Regions from separate parts of the Sus scrofa genome. Here region 2 is linked to region 1. A link is a contact called in public targeted proximity ligation data. All regions are on one chromosome and are shown on one strand. The core of a region is the stretch at or near the end of the contact, and the rest is flanking DNA. Distances in the headings are between cores, read along the strand shown. Region 1 has its middle 19 kb from the start of CD84. Region 2 has its middle 40 kb from the start of VANGL2.

What was found.
Region 2: a targeted proximity ligation map of alveolar macrophages shows a contact between it and region 1. A contact is called at or near these places in 2 of 5 promoter capture datasets (fetal liver and liver), 19 of 47 Hi-C or Micro-C datasets (alveolar macrophages, blood, brain and 10 more) and 1 of 2 datasets of targeted methods (alveolar macrophages).

What each region holds. Positions count from the first base shown.
Region 1 is chr4:89,909,338-89,916,127 of Sscrofa11.1, reverse strand. It overlaps the pseudogene LOC100511506. Among named protein-coding and RNA genes, the nearest start is that of CD84, 19 kb to the left of the region's middle.
Region 2 is chr4:90,037,282-90,044,071 of Sscrofa11.1, reverse strand. No RefSeq gene overlaps it. Among named protein-coding and RNA genes, the nearest start is that of VANGL2, 40 kb to the left of the region's middle.

The sequences.
Region 1 (6,790 bases), core at 2,113-4,612:
TATACAATGGGACCCCCATAAGGATAATAGCTTATTCTTCAGCAAAAACCCTACAAGCTAGAAGGAGTGGCAAGATATATTTAAGGTGATGAAGGGGAGTAACTTAGAACCAGGAATATTCTAGTCAGCAAAGCTCTCATTCAGGTACAATGGAGAAATCAGAATCTTTGCAAATAAGCAAAAGCTAAAAGAACTCAGTACCACCAAACCACCTTTACAACAAATCATAAAATCATAAAAGAAGAGAAAAAAAAAAGGGAAGAAAAAAGTCCAACATCAACAAATCCAAAACAATTAAGAAAATGACAATAAGTACACATATATCAATAATTACTTGGAGTATACATGGATGAAATGCTCCAACCAAAACACATAGACTGGCTGGGTGGATATGAAAATAAGATCCATATATATATGCTGTTTACAAGATACCTACTTCAGATCGAGGGACACGTACAGACTGAAGATGCGGGGATGGAAGAAGATATTCAATGGAAATGGAAATCAAAAGAAAGTTGGAATAGCAGTACTCATATCAGACAAAGTGGACTTTAAAATAAAGATTGGCTTACTCTATTCATGAACTAAATATTGAGCTTAGTTTAGGTTGGAGGAGGGAGGGACATCAAGGACTGTGCAAGTCTAGAGGGAAAATTGGATACCTAAGGCAGGCTCTAACATGTGGCTGATTTTCTCATCAGACATTTGTTTGGTTTAGGAGTACATAGGACAGTGGGGAGCTAGACTGACATCTTCTAAAAGGAGAGTGAAATACTTCATGGTCCTGCCAAGATTTTGAAGCAGTGTGGGTTGGAGTTTGAAGAGCAAGATCTACTACTGTCTTTCATATCTGAGGTGATAGATACCTGACAGTCCCTTAAGAAAAGACCCATGAGAACCACAGCAAAGAACAGGGTAAAGCAGAAATAGATTAAATCTTGTTAAAATTGAAACCCAGCCCAACCAAGCTAATTCTAGGATTTTACTGAGGTGATCAGCCTCTTACCCTATTTGTCTAACAGAAGAAAAGGGAACCATTTCTGATGAAAGATACCATAATTTAAAGCTTCTTTATTTCTTTTACTTATAATTTATAGTATTACATTTAAAAAATGCCAGGCAGACAAAAAGATGATTGATAATCAAGAGAGAAAATAGACATTAGAAGCAGATCTATAGATACAGATTAAAGATTTTGAAATAACTGTTATTAATATTCTGAAGAAAATAGAGGAAAGGATTTCACAGTAGATGAAAAGATAATTTCATTTCTCATTTCTTGCTTTCTCATTCAGAGAACCTGAATCTATGAAAAAATGAATTGGACATACTAAACCTATTAGATGATGATACAGAAGAATATATCTATAACCTTAAGAGTGAGGAAACTTTTTAAACCAAGGCATAAAAAATATAAGTAATAGAGTGAAAAATTTATGACTACATCAAATTAAGTTTTATATTTAGTGAAATATACAATCAATACACACTATTAAAAGGAGGTGTATGTAACCAACTAAAACCTAATGTCCCAAATACATAGGAAAACCCTGCATATTATCCAGAATAGAATAGAATATCTAGTGGGAAAATTAGTCAATAATATGCATAGGCAATTCATAAAAATGGAAAGTAGAACAGCAAACAAGCATGTGAAGGGTTGCAGTATCCCTCATTAAGTGTGAGAGAAGTGAAAATTAAAACTACTATATCACATACTTGATTGAAAAAAACTTAGATGATATCAAGTGTTATTGAAGAAGGGGGAAACGAGGAACTCTAGTGTACTGTCAGTAGGAGTATAAATTTTGCAGAATAATTGAATACATCTAGAGAGTTGAGTATTTGCATAATTTATTACCCAGGAATTCTACCCCAGGTACTGCCCAGAGAATTACTTACATGGGTGGCAAAAGAGATATAAAATGACAAATATAAGGTTGTTCATCATAGTATTGTTTGGAAAAACTTCAATGCTTATCAATAAGGAAATCGGTAGATGAAATGTAGCATGTCTGTAGGATATAATAGTATACAATATTCAAAAAAACTAAGCTAAAGCTACATGTTTCAACTTGGAAATGTCCAAAAATCACAATATTGAGCAACAAAACCAAAATGAAACTGAAAACAGAATGAAATGTCTACATGTGTAACTTCAAAACAGTTCTAGAGTTCCATATAATACTATACAATATTCAAAAAAACTAAGCTAAAGCTACATGTTTCAACTTGGAAATGTCCAAGAATCACAATATTGAGCAACAAAACCAAAATGAAACTGAAAATAGAATGAAATGTCTACATATGTAACTTCAAAACAGTTCTAGAGATCCATATATACTTGTAAACATGCACTTAATGAACACATTTGACAGATTCTATCCAGGGACAGGGAGGTGGGAAGCAGAAAGAGAACAGGGATGGGGTATGAAGGGGAAAATACAATATTAAAATGAGATGAAAGAGGCCTAGTACATGGACCAGTGATGATTATATACAATGAAATGAGGAATATGCAAATTGTATTCATCCATTTCTGTGGACCTGAGTCCAATTAAAAACCAAAATAGCTGCAGAAGATACTGGAAGATAACAGTTTCACTCTTGTCTGCATTGGTATACTTTACATCTAAAGCAGAGTTCAGTCTTGAGCAGTACATTTTAAGAAGCATGGACAAACCCAACTATGTCTAGAGGAGAGCAGTCAGGACAGTGGGAGGGGCATGTAAGGGGCAGGTGTCATGCAATAGATAATTGAAAAAAGGAGACTTAGACACCATGGACTATTAGGAGAAGGAGATTTTAATTTCCATTGTTACTTAAAACTTTTTAACTAATTATTTAAACAAACTTAATCCCCTCTCTCCTGAAGTCTGAGTTTTGTGCACCTCTGTGTGCTTGCTGAACACGCCTCACCCTCTCTGTCGTTCTGGTTTCCCAGCCACTGCCCCAGTGTAATTGTTAACAGCATCGCCTTTTACTTTCAGGTTGTCCCAGAAGATCATGTGGTTTTCTACCTATCATAGTATTTTAATTGCCTTGTTCTTTGTATCTCCTCCTGGGTGACAACCTCTAACACTTAGTAGGAACTTAATAACAATTTGTCGAATGAGTGAAGCATTGAGTAAAATTAAGAGTCTTCTGTGAAATCAATGTATGGCAGTTAACTTTGATTAGAGTCTGTTATCAACCCACATTGGCCCTCCTTATCTCTAAGGGGAAGGGTCAGTTTTCCCTCCAGCCTGTAAGTGCTGTGAACTGATGAGAATCCAGCCACAGTTTCAGCAAGTCTGGGACAGAGTCCACATCCTTTCAGTGCAAGCGAAGTTGTTGGGGATGCTGGGGTGCAGGTAGGGGAAATATATTGCTACACCTCCCTCTAGTGGCTGTTGTGGGGAACACTTCACAAAATCCTTTCAGATTATAATTATTAGCCTCTAAGTTGGTGGTTCTAGAGATCTTCACCCAGAGTTCATTTGTGTTTGAGGTAGGTTTTGGGCATCAGTATTTCTTTAAAAGGTACCCAGGGAGCTCTAATAGATAACCTTGGCAAAATTGGCAGATGTGGGCCATGCTTAAGTAACTAGGTGGCCACTTCCCAAATACGTTTTTTTTCCTCATTAAACTTTTTTAAATGGGTCTCAAAATTCTGTGACAGACTCTTTTTTTGGGAGGGGGCCCACATCTGTGTCATATGGAGGTTCCTAGGCTAGTGGTTGAATCAGAGCTACAGCTGCTGGCCTACGCCACAGCCACAGCAACGCCAGATCTGAGCTGTGTCTGTGACCTACACCACAGCTCAGGGCAACCCCGGATCCTTAACCCACTGAAAGAGGCCAGGGATCGAATCCAAAACATCATGGTTCCTGGTTGGATTCATTTCCCCTGCGCTATGACGGAAACTCCTCTGTGACAGATTTTTGGTTAAGTTGTTTCCATTAAAAAGTACTGATTTTAAAAACTAAAAACTGCCACACACAAAACAAATGGTCCACAAAATCTTCTGAAGTTTTTACAATGCATTGTTATCATTAACCAGTCTTTTACTATTAAACTTAAATGGCCAATTGAGACAAATATTTCTGAGACATTTCTTCTACCACTAATTAAGCCTGGGGTGGCAGATATTGGCGATAACATTCATTTAGCCTTCTGAGCTTTCTGAGCAGACTTGTTGTCCTTGCCAGCTCCAGCTGCCTTCTTGTCCACTGCTTTGATGACACCTACAGCAACTGTCTGTCTCATGTCACAAACAGCAAAACCGCCCAGCGGAGGATAGTCAGAGAAGCTCTCAACATACATGGGCTTGTCAAGAACCATGTCAATGATGGCAGCATCACCAGATTTCAAAACTCAGGGGCATCTCCTGGCTTTTTCCCAGAATGACGATTGATCTCCTTCAGTTCAGCAAACTTGCAGGCAATGTGAGCTGTGTGGCAATCTAGCACAGGTGCATATCCAGCACTGATTTGGTCAGGATGGTTCAAGATAATCACTTATAAAGCCAGCTGTTTCCATTAGGTCATTTTTGCTGTCACCAGCCACATTGCCACAAGGAACATCTTTGACAGACAAGCTCTTGCCATCGAAGCCCATGTTGTCCCCAGGAAAGTCTTGACTCAAAGCTTCATGGAGCAGTTCAACAAACTTTACTTCAGTTGTGACATTGACTGGAGCAAAGGTGACTACCATGCCAGGTTTGGGAACACTAGTCTCCACTCAACCCAAGAGGACAGTACAAATATCACCAATTTTGTAGACATCCTGGAGGGATAGATGCAAGGGCTTGTCAACTGGCCGAATTGGTGGCAGGATGCAATTCAGAGCTTCAAGCAGCGTGGTTCTACTGGCTTTGTCATCTTTACAGGTGACTTTCCATCCCTTGGACAAGGCATGTTAGCACTTGGCTCCAGCATGTTGTCACCATTCTAGCCAGAAATGGGCACAAATACTACTGTATTAGGATTACAGCCAATTTTCTTAATGTAGGTGCTGACTTCCTTAACAATCTCCTCGTATCTCTTCTGGCTGTAGGGTGGCTCAGTGGAATCCATTTTGTTAACACCAACAATGAGTTGTTTCACACCCAGGGTGTAGGCCAGAAAAGCATGCTCACAGATCTGCCTGTTCTTGGAAATACCGGCTTTGAATTCACCAACACCAGCAGCAACAATCAGGACAGCACAGTCAGCCTGGTAAGTGCCTGTAATCATGTCTTTAATAAAGTCTCTGTGTCCTGGAGCATCGACGATGGTCACGTAGAACTTGCTGTTCTTGAATTTCCACAGAGAGACGTCAAAGGTAATACCACACTCGTGTTCAGCCTTCAGTTTGTCCAAGACCCAGGCGTACTTGAAGGAGCCCTTCCCCTCGAGGATTCCCCTTGGCAGGCTGTTTATCGAATGGTTCTTTGGTCGATCCCACAGCATCTGTAGATCAGATGACCGGTAGTGGTAGACTCGCCTGAATCGGCGTGTCCAATGATGACAGTGTTGGTGTGAAGCTTCTCCTTTCCCATTTTTGCTTAGGTTTTAGTGATGGTTTTCATGACACCTATGTCCTATAGGCACACCCATTGCAAAAAAAAAAAAAAAAAAAGAAAGAAAAAGAAAAAGAGCCAAAATACGATTTTTGATAGGTCTACTTCTGGTACACAGATGTATAGCTAGTCTCTGGAAAAATCACTGAAGGGCCCATATGTTTATCAGTGGTCCTTAATCAGTGGAAAGATTTTGCCCAGCAAGGAATATCTGGCAATGTCAAGGACTCTTGATTGTCATGACCAGGGATATGGGATGTGCTACTGGCATCTAGTGGGCATAATCTGGAGATGCTCCTAAACATTATGCAATGCCCTCCGGTCAAACAGTTATCTGGACCAAAATGTCAACAGTGCCGCAGCTGAGAAACTCAGTCTAGATTTTCTGCACAAGAGAAATTGGGAGAAATTCAGGGAAGGCAATTACTCTAGCAGTGATGAAAATTATACAATCCTTTAAAAACAGTTATCTTCTCCATGTGGAGCATGGCACCTGACTTTGGTGAAAAGGGCACAGAGCTTGCCTGACCCCTAGGAAAAGAACAACTTGGCAGCTCATCTAAAATCAAATCAGCCACCATCTGTGCTTCACAACTACAGCTCTAGAGGTCAAGTAGTATATAAAGGCAGGTGTCTTCCCATAGTGCTATGTTATAAACCCTCCAACTGACACAAAGGCAAAAGCGAAATTTCCTGGATGAGATGTCTGTATTTTTCTTCATGTCCAGGTAGACACAAACTCTTGAGTAAGAGAAGTAACTTACTGTAATCAGTGGTTTCTCAATCAGCATGTGGACTCTACCAATCACATCCTACTTGTGTGACAAGAGGTTCAAGGCCACACCCAGCCTGTATTTTGGAACCCCAGTCCCTTAAAACTGAGAATGGGTCGGTTCCTCCTGAATTCTCCAGAATTCAGATATATGTAGTCAAAAGAAAACATTAAAGATGACACAGGGGGAAATCAGGCTCTGAAGTATCAGTTTTATTTTTTAAGCCTCAGGAAAAAGAAAGTTCCAGCTCACTCACAGTGCCTTAAGGGAAAAGTGGAGAGTGATTAGAGAATAATCTGGGGGTTCTCTGCTGTCCCGCTGAACCCAGGGCCTCGCGAGGCAGGGCATACATCAGATGTCATTTGAAGGATGATTCAAGGGGCTCCAAGACACAGCCATGCCCCCACTCAAGTCTGGAGCCTTGGTCAGGGAATTTTGAGGAGATAGCCTATTCTTTCCCCCTTTGTTTTTGCAC
Region 2 (6,790 bases), core at 2,267-4,766, 130 kb before region 1:
TCTTTTTAGGGCCACACCTGTGATATATGAAAGTTTCCAGGCTAGGGGTTGAATTGGAGCTGCAGCTGCTGGTCTACGCCACAGCCACAGCTATGCCAGATCCGAGCCACATCTGCAAACTATGCTGCAACTTGTGGCAACACCAGATCTTTAACCCACTGAGTGTGGCCAGGGATCAAACCTTTTGGAGACTACATTGGGTTCTTAGCCCGCTGAGCCACAATGGGAACTCCTCTTTTTCTTTTTTAATTGTAGTTGCTTTACAATATTACATTAGTTTCAGGTGTACAATACAGTGACTTTTATAGATTATAGATTATTATATATTTATAATACACCAGATCTTCACTATCCACATCCCTGTTGGTGGACGTTTAGGTTGCTTCCATATGCTGGCTATTGTGAATAATGCTGCTATGAATATTGGTGTACATTTATCTTTTCTTTTTTCATTGAGGGAGAGAGAACTGGAGAATCTGAGGTGCCCTGCTGCTATAGATTTATATACCAATTGTTCAAAACTAAAGAAAAGAGAGACATTTTAGAAGCCCCTCATAGGAGTTCCCGTCGTGGCCCAGTGGTTAACGAATCCGACTAGGAACCATGAGGTTGCAGGTTCGATCCCTGGCCTTGCTCAGTGGGTTAAGGATCTGGCATTGCCATGAGCTGTGGTGTAGGTCGTAGATGCGGCTTGGATCCCGCATTGCTATGGCTTTGGCGTAGGCTGGCGGCCACAGCTCCGATTAGACCCCTAGCCCGGGAACCTCCATAAATATATATATTATATATATGTATGTATATATATGAGGGGTTTCTTTTTTTTTTTGTCTTTTTGCCTTTTTTCCAGGGCCGCTCCTGAGGCATATGGAGGTTCCCAGGCTAGGGGTCTAATCGGAGCTGTGGCCACCGGCCTAAGCCAGAGCCACAGCAACACCAGATCCGAGTGGAGTCTGTGACCTACACCACAGCTCACAGCAATGCCGGATCCTTAACCCACTGGGCAAGGCCAGGGATCGAACCTGCAACCTCATGGTTCCTAGTCGGATTTGTTAACCACTGAGCCATGATGGAAATTCCATGAAACCCCTTATATTTAAGATGCAAACAGTTGCATTTGGAGTGGGTAAGCAACGGGATCCGACTGTACAGCACAGGGAACCACATCCAATCTCGTGTGTTAGAACATGATGGAAGAGACGATGAACAAAAAGAATGTTCATGTGTCTGACTGAGCCACTTTGCTACACAGCAGAAATTGAAGGGACATGGTAAATCACCTGTACTTTTAAAAAAATTCTAAGAAAATATTAAAAAAAGAAAAACCCCTCATATTTAGACCACAGAGTCCTCACCTGGTACTTGATGTTCCTCAGCTGCCATGGTTCCTTCTGAGGTCAAGGTCTTGACAAAGCTTATAAATAGTGACTGAAACCGGGTGCACTGTGAGCAAAATCCTGAGTTTAGTATTTTCAATTCAGAATTTTATTTTCTTTGAATTTTTATATGTTATATGGAAACTCTACTTTCCAGAATTCCCGGAATGACACATATTGTGGCTAAAGAGATGCTCCGGAAAGCCTGCTGGGTGCTTTAGGGTTTTAGCACTTGTCCAGACATTCTATTCTTACCAATTAATCAAAGGGAAATAATGGAATCAAACCAACCATACAGATAGTTATAAGTAAGAATTCTACTTTATTAATTTATAAGAGCTGGTAGGTCTAGTTTAGGAACTGGGTTGGTCATCTGTGCAGGTGGTTCCTGATGAAACAGATAAATTGATAAATTAGTATCCTGTCTGGTAAGGACAGAACCAGACAGAGGAAATTATAAATTCTGAAAGGACATGACTAAATGTCACAGCACTTCAGTGCCCTTTTCTCTTTACCTATACTCTGTCCCTGAATGATCTGGTTTCACAGCTTTAAATACCACTGAACACCAGATAATATATCATAGTGGTATCGCACTTGGCCTCTTGGATTCAGTCTGCCTGGGTTTTTCTTCTGACTTTACCTCCATAAGCTACTGACCTTGGGAGAATTTTCTTTGTTTCTTAGTTTTTGTTTATTTATTTATTTTTATTTTTTTGTCTTTTTGCCTTTTCTAGGGCCGCTCCCAAGGCATATGGAGGTTCCAGGTTAGGGGTCCAATCGGAGCTGTAGCTGCCGGCCTACGCCACAGCCACAGCAACTCCGGATCCAAGCCATGTCTGCAACCTACACCACAACTCATGGCAATCCCGGATCCTTAACCTACTAAGCGAGGCCAGGGATCAAACCTGCAACCTCATGGTTCCTAGTCGGATTTGTTAACCACTGAGCCACGAGGGGAACTCCCTGTTTATTCTTTTAATTAAAAAACCATTTGGGGAGCTCTCACTGTGGCTCAATCGGATCGGTGGCATCTCTGCAGCACCACAATGCAGGTTCGACCCCCAGCCCAGCACAGTGGGTTAAGGATCTGGCATGGCTGCAGCTGTGGTGTAGGTTGCAACTGTGGCTCAGATCTGATCCCTGACTTGGGAACTCCATATGCTGTGGGGCGGCCAAAAAAAACCATTTTTTTTTTTTTTTTTGGCTGCATCCACAGCGTGTGGAAGTTCCTGGGCCAGGGATTGACACTGCCACAGCAGTGACAATGCTGGATCCTTAACCCACTGAGTCACCAGGGAACTCCCTGTTTCTTCATCTTTGAAATGAAGGTAAGAATACAGTGCTAACTTTATATGGATGTTGAGAGTATAACTAAGAAAATATTCATAAACTGCTTAGATAATGCCTGGCACATCATAAGCACCTAACACATATAGTAAGTGTCAGGTATATGCCATTTTTTTCTTTTTTTTCTTTTTAGGGCTGCACCTGCAGCATGTGGAGGTTCCCAGGCTAGGGGTCGAATCGGAGCTACAGCTGCCGGCCTATGCCACAGCCAGAGCAACGTGGGATTGAGCCGGGTCTGCAGCCTACACCACAGCTCACAGCAATGTCAGATCCCTAACCCACTGAAAGAGGCCAGAGATTGCACCCTCAACCTCATGGTTCCTAGTTGGATTGTTTCCACTGTACCTCAACAGGAACTCCACACTCAACTCTTTCTTGCTCTCGCTTCTCCCCAGAACTCTAGAACAGATTCCCTACTCAAGTCTGCTTCTTTTCTGGTGACCATGTTTCATTAAACAGCATTACCATCCACTTACTTGCTCAAGCTAAAAAGCATAGGCCTTATGCATGACTCCTCTCTTTTTCTCATTCCCCAGAGTCCGGGAACACATTTTGCTCATTTTCAGGGAAGGGTCTTTGCCTTAGGTATCCTCTGTCTGCAATGCTGCCCACTTGACCTTCTCTTATCAGGCTCTTGTCATTCAAATGTCAGCCAACTGTCATCTCCTAGAGAGGCTTTCTGTAAACAGCTAATATAAAGTAGCTCAACTTGTAACAGCTTTGGAAGACAAGGATAGCGTTTCTCTGTGGAACCGGGGGTGATGACTTAACCAGAATCTTGAGAGTAGTTCTGTGTCAGTAGGAGAGGTTTTGCGCTTACTTTCCATTTCATGTGATGGGCCCAGGCTTGGGTTAACCAAACTTCTGATTTTGGTCTACCCAAAGCTCTATTTCCTAATTTTTTTTTCTTCTCTTTTGTCCTTTTTAGGGCTGCACCCGCAACATATGGAGGTTCCCAGGCTAGGGGTCTCATGGGAGCTGTAGCCACCGGCCTATGCCAGAGCCACAGCAACGTCAGATTCGAGCCACGTCTGCGAACTACACCACAGCTGATGGCAACGCCGGATCCTTAACTCACTGAACAAGGTCAGGAGTCGAACCTGCAACCTCATGGGTCCTGGCCAGATTTGTTTCCATTGTGCCACAACGGAAACTCCTCTATTTCCTAATTTTAACTTAGGGGATATCTTGTCTAAAGAATCACTGCCTTCTTGTCTTATGACTAGTACTTGTGGAGCTTGCTGTGGCATTGTGGCAATAACATCTCTTCCTCCTCTCCCTCAGCGGAAAAATGAACAGCCAAACACCATTTGAACAGCTTCCCTCAATCTTAACTCTCACCTCTCAGCTGCACGAACAGGTGGAATTGGTGGGAGGACCCCTTATTCCTCAGCTCTTGCCCTCTACTTGGATGAGAGCTCTTCCTGATGAATCATGGGGAATCTCTCTCTCTTTCTCTCTCTCTCTCTTTTTTTTTTTTTTTTTTTTTTTTTTTTTGTCGTTTTGCCATTTCTTGGGCCGCTCCCAGCATATGGAGGTTCCCAGGCTGGGGATCCAATCGGAGTTGTAGCTGCCGGCCTACACCAGAGCCACAGCGTCGGGGGATCCGAGCCTCGTCTGTGACCTACACCACAGCTCACAGCAACGCCGGATCCTCAACCCACTGAGCAAGGCCAGGGATCGAACCTGCAACATCATATTTCCTAGTCAGATTTGTTAACCACTGCCCCACAACGGGAACTACAGTGGGGAGTCTCTCTTATCTCCCAAACACAAAAAGCCCCTTTACTCTTCTCTGCCAGAAAACCAAGTCTCTCAGCATTACATCCTCATTGCCAAAACTGTTAACAATTATGAAGGATCTGAGATTTTTATTTATTTTTTATTTATTTTTGTCTTTTGTCTTTTTAGGGCCGCACCCGTGGCATATGGAGGTTCCCAGGCTAGGGGTCGAATCAGAGCTATAGCTTCTGGCCCACGCAACAGCCTCAGCAACGCCAGATCCGAGCCTCGTCTGCAACCTACACCACAGCTCATGGCAATGCCGGATCCTTAACCCACTGAGCAGGGCCAGGGATCCAACCCGAGTCCTCATGAATGTTAGTCGGGTTCGTTAACCACTGAGCCATGATGGGAGTTCCTTTTTTTTCTTTTTTTGAAGGAGCCGAGATTAAAAAAAAAGTTATGATATGGAGATAGCACATTTTGCTTATTAATTCCCCAGTTTATGGATATGTGCATTTTTTCTAGTTTCGACTATAATGTATGGGCATAGGTGTTCATTTCTTTTGGAGAGATTCCTAGGAGTGGAATTATTTGGTCATATGATACATTTATGGGTAACTTTTTAAGAAACTGAGCAACGATTTATCAAGGTGTACGTACCGTTTTACATTCCCATGAGCAATGTATGAGAATTTCAATTTCTCCACATTCTCGCCCATACTTGGTATTGTCTGAAGGAGCTGAGATTTTATCCTACTCGCAAGCTAACAAGTTTGCCTGCCACTGTTCCACAGATGCTGAAGAAGGCACAGGACTACAGGACTGGAAACAAAGGACTTCATTGCTCACAGCCCAGCAGGCACAAGAGCTTCATGTTTTCATCCATTTTCCTTGTCCCCAAGTCCCACTGGATGATGCAGAGAAGCCCAGGAAAATGCTCTGTGAACAGAAGGTTTGTGTCATAGTTGAGGAACCCAGAGCTTGGGAAACGCAGTTTTTTTTTCAGTTATGTTGAAATATAGTTGATTCACAATGTTGTGATAATTTCTGCTGTACAACAAAGCGATTCAGTTATACACATAACACGTATCCATTCTTTTTCACATTCTTTTTCCATATAGGTTATCACAGAATATTGGGTAGGGTTCCCTGTGCTATACAGCAGGTCCCTGTTGACCATCCATTCCATATACAATGGCATACCAATGCCCGTCCCAAACCCTCGATCCATCCATCCCCTTCACCTGTCCCCTTTGGTAACCATAAGTTTATTTTAGAAGTATGTTTCTGGTTTTAAATAAGTTCATTTACATCCCCTGCCTTTTTTTTTGGTGACGTTTTAGGGCCACACGTGTGGCATTTGGAGGTTCCCAGGCTAGGGGTTGAATCGGAGCTATAGCTGCTGGCCTATGCCACAGCCACAGCAATGCCAGATCCGAGCTGTATCTTCGACCTACACCACAGCTCACGGCAACGCCAGATCCTTAACCCACTGATGGAGGCCAGGGATCCAACTGGAATCCTCCTGGATCCTAGCCGGATTCGTTTCCACTGCGCCACAACTCGAACTCCTATATCCTTTTTTTTTTTTTGATTCCACGTGTAAGTGATATCATATGTTTGTCTTTCTTTGACTTCACTTCGTATGAGAATCTCTAGGTCCATCCATGTTGCTGAAAATGGCATTATTTCATTCTTTTTTATGGCTGAGTAATATTTCGTTGTATATCTGTAACACATTTTCTTTATTCATTCATCTGTTGATGGACATTTAGATTGCTTCCAAGTCTTGGCTATTGTAAATAGTATTGCTATGAACACTGGGGGTGCATGTATTTTTTTGAATTAGAGTTTTCTCTGGATAGATGCCCGGGAGTGGGATTGCTGGATCACATGGTAGTTCTATTTTTAGTTTTTTGAGGAACTGCCATACTGTTTTCCATAGGGACTGCACCAATTTACATTCCCACCAGCAGTGTAGGAAGGTTCGCTTTTCTCCACACCTTCTCCAGCATTTATTGTTTGTAGACTTTTGATGATGGCCATTTTGTCTGGTGTGAGGTGATAACCTCATTGTAGTTTTGATTCACATTTATTTAATAATTAGCAATGTTGAAAATCTTTTCATGTGTTTTTTGGGAAACCCCAGTATTTTAAAGGACATTTACATGAGATGCAAATGCCTTCACATTCTGGCCACTTCACACAGGTCTCTCTCAGACTTCCTTTTCACACATCTTCAAATTTTGTCTTTCTTTGAAGAGTCTGACCAAGTTGGTCTGAACAGTCCAACCAGTTAGATGTTTCTCATGTGTCATCTCCCTCCAAAGTGGACAGCTGGT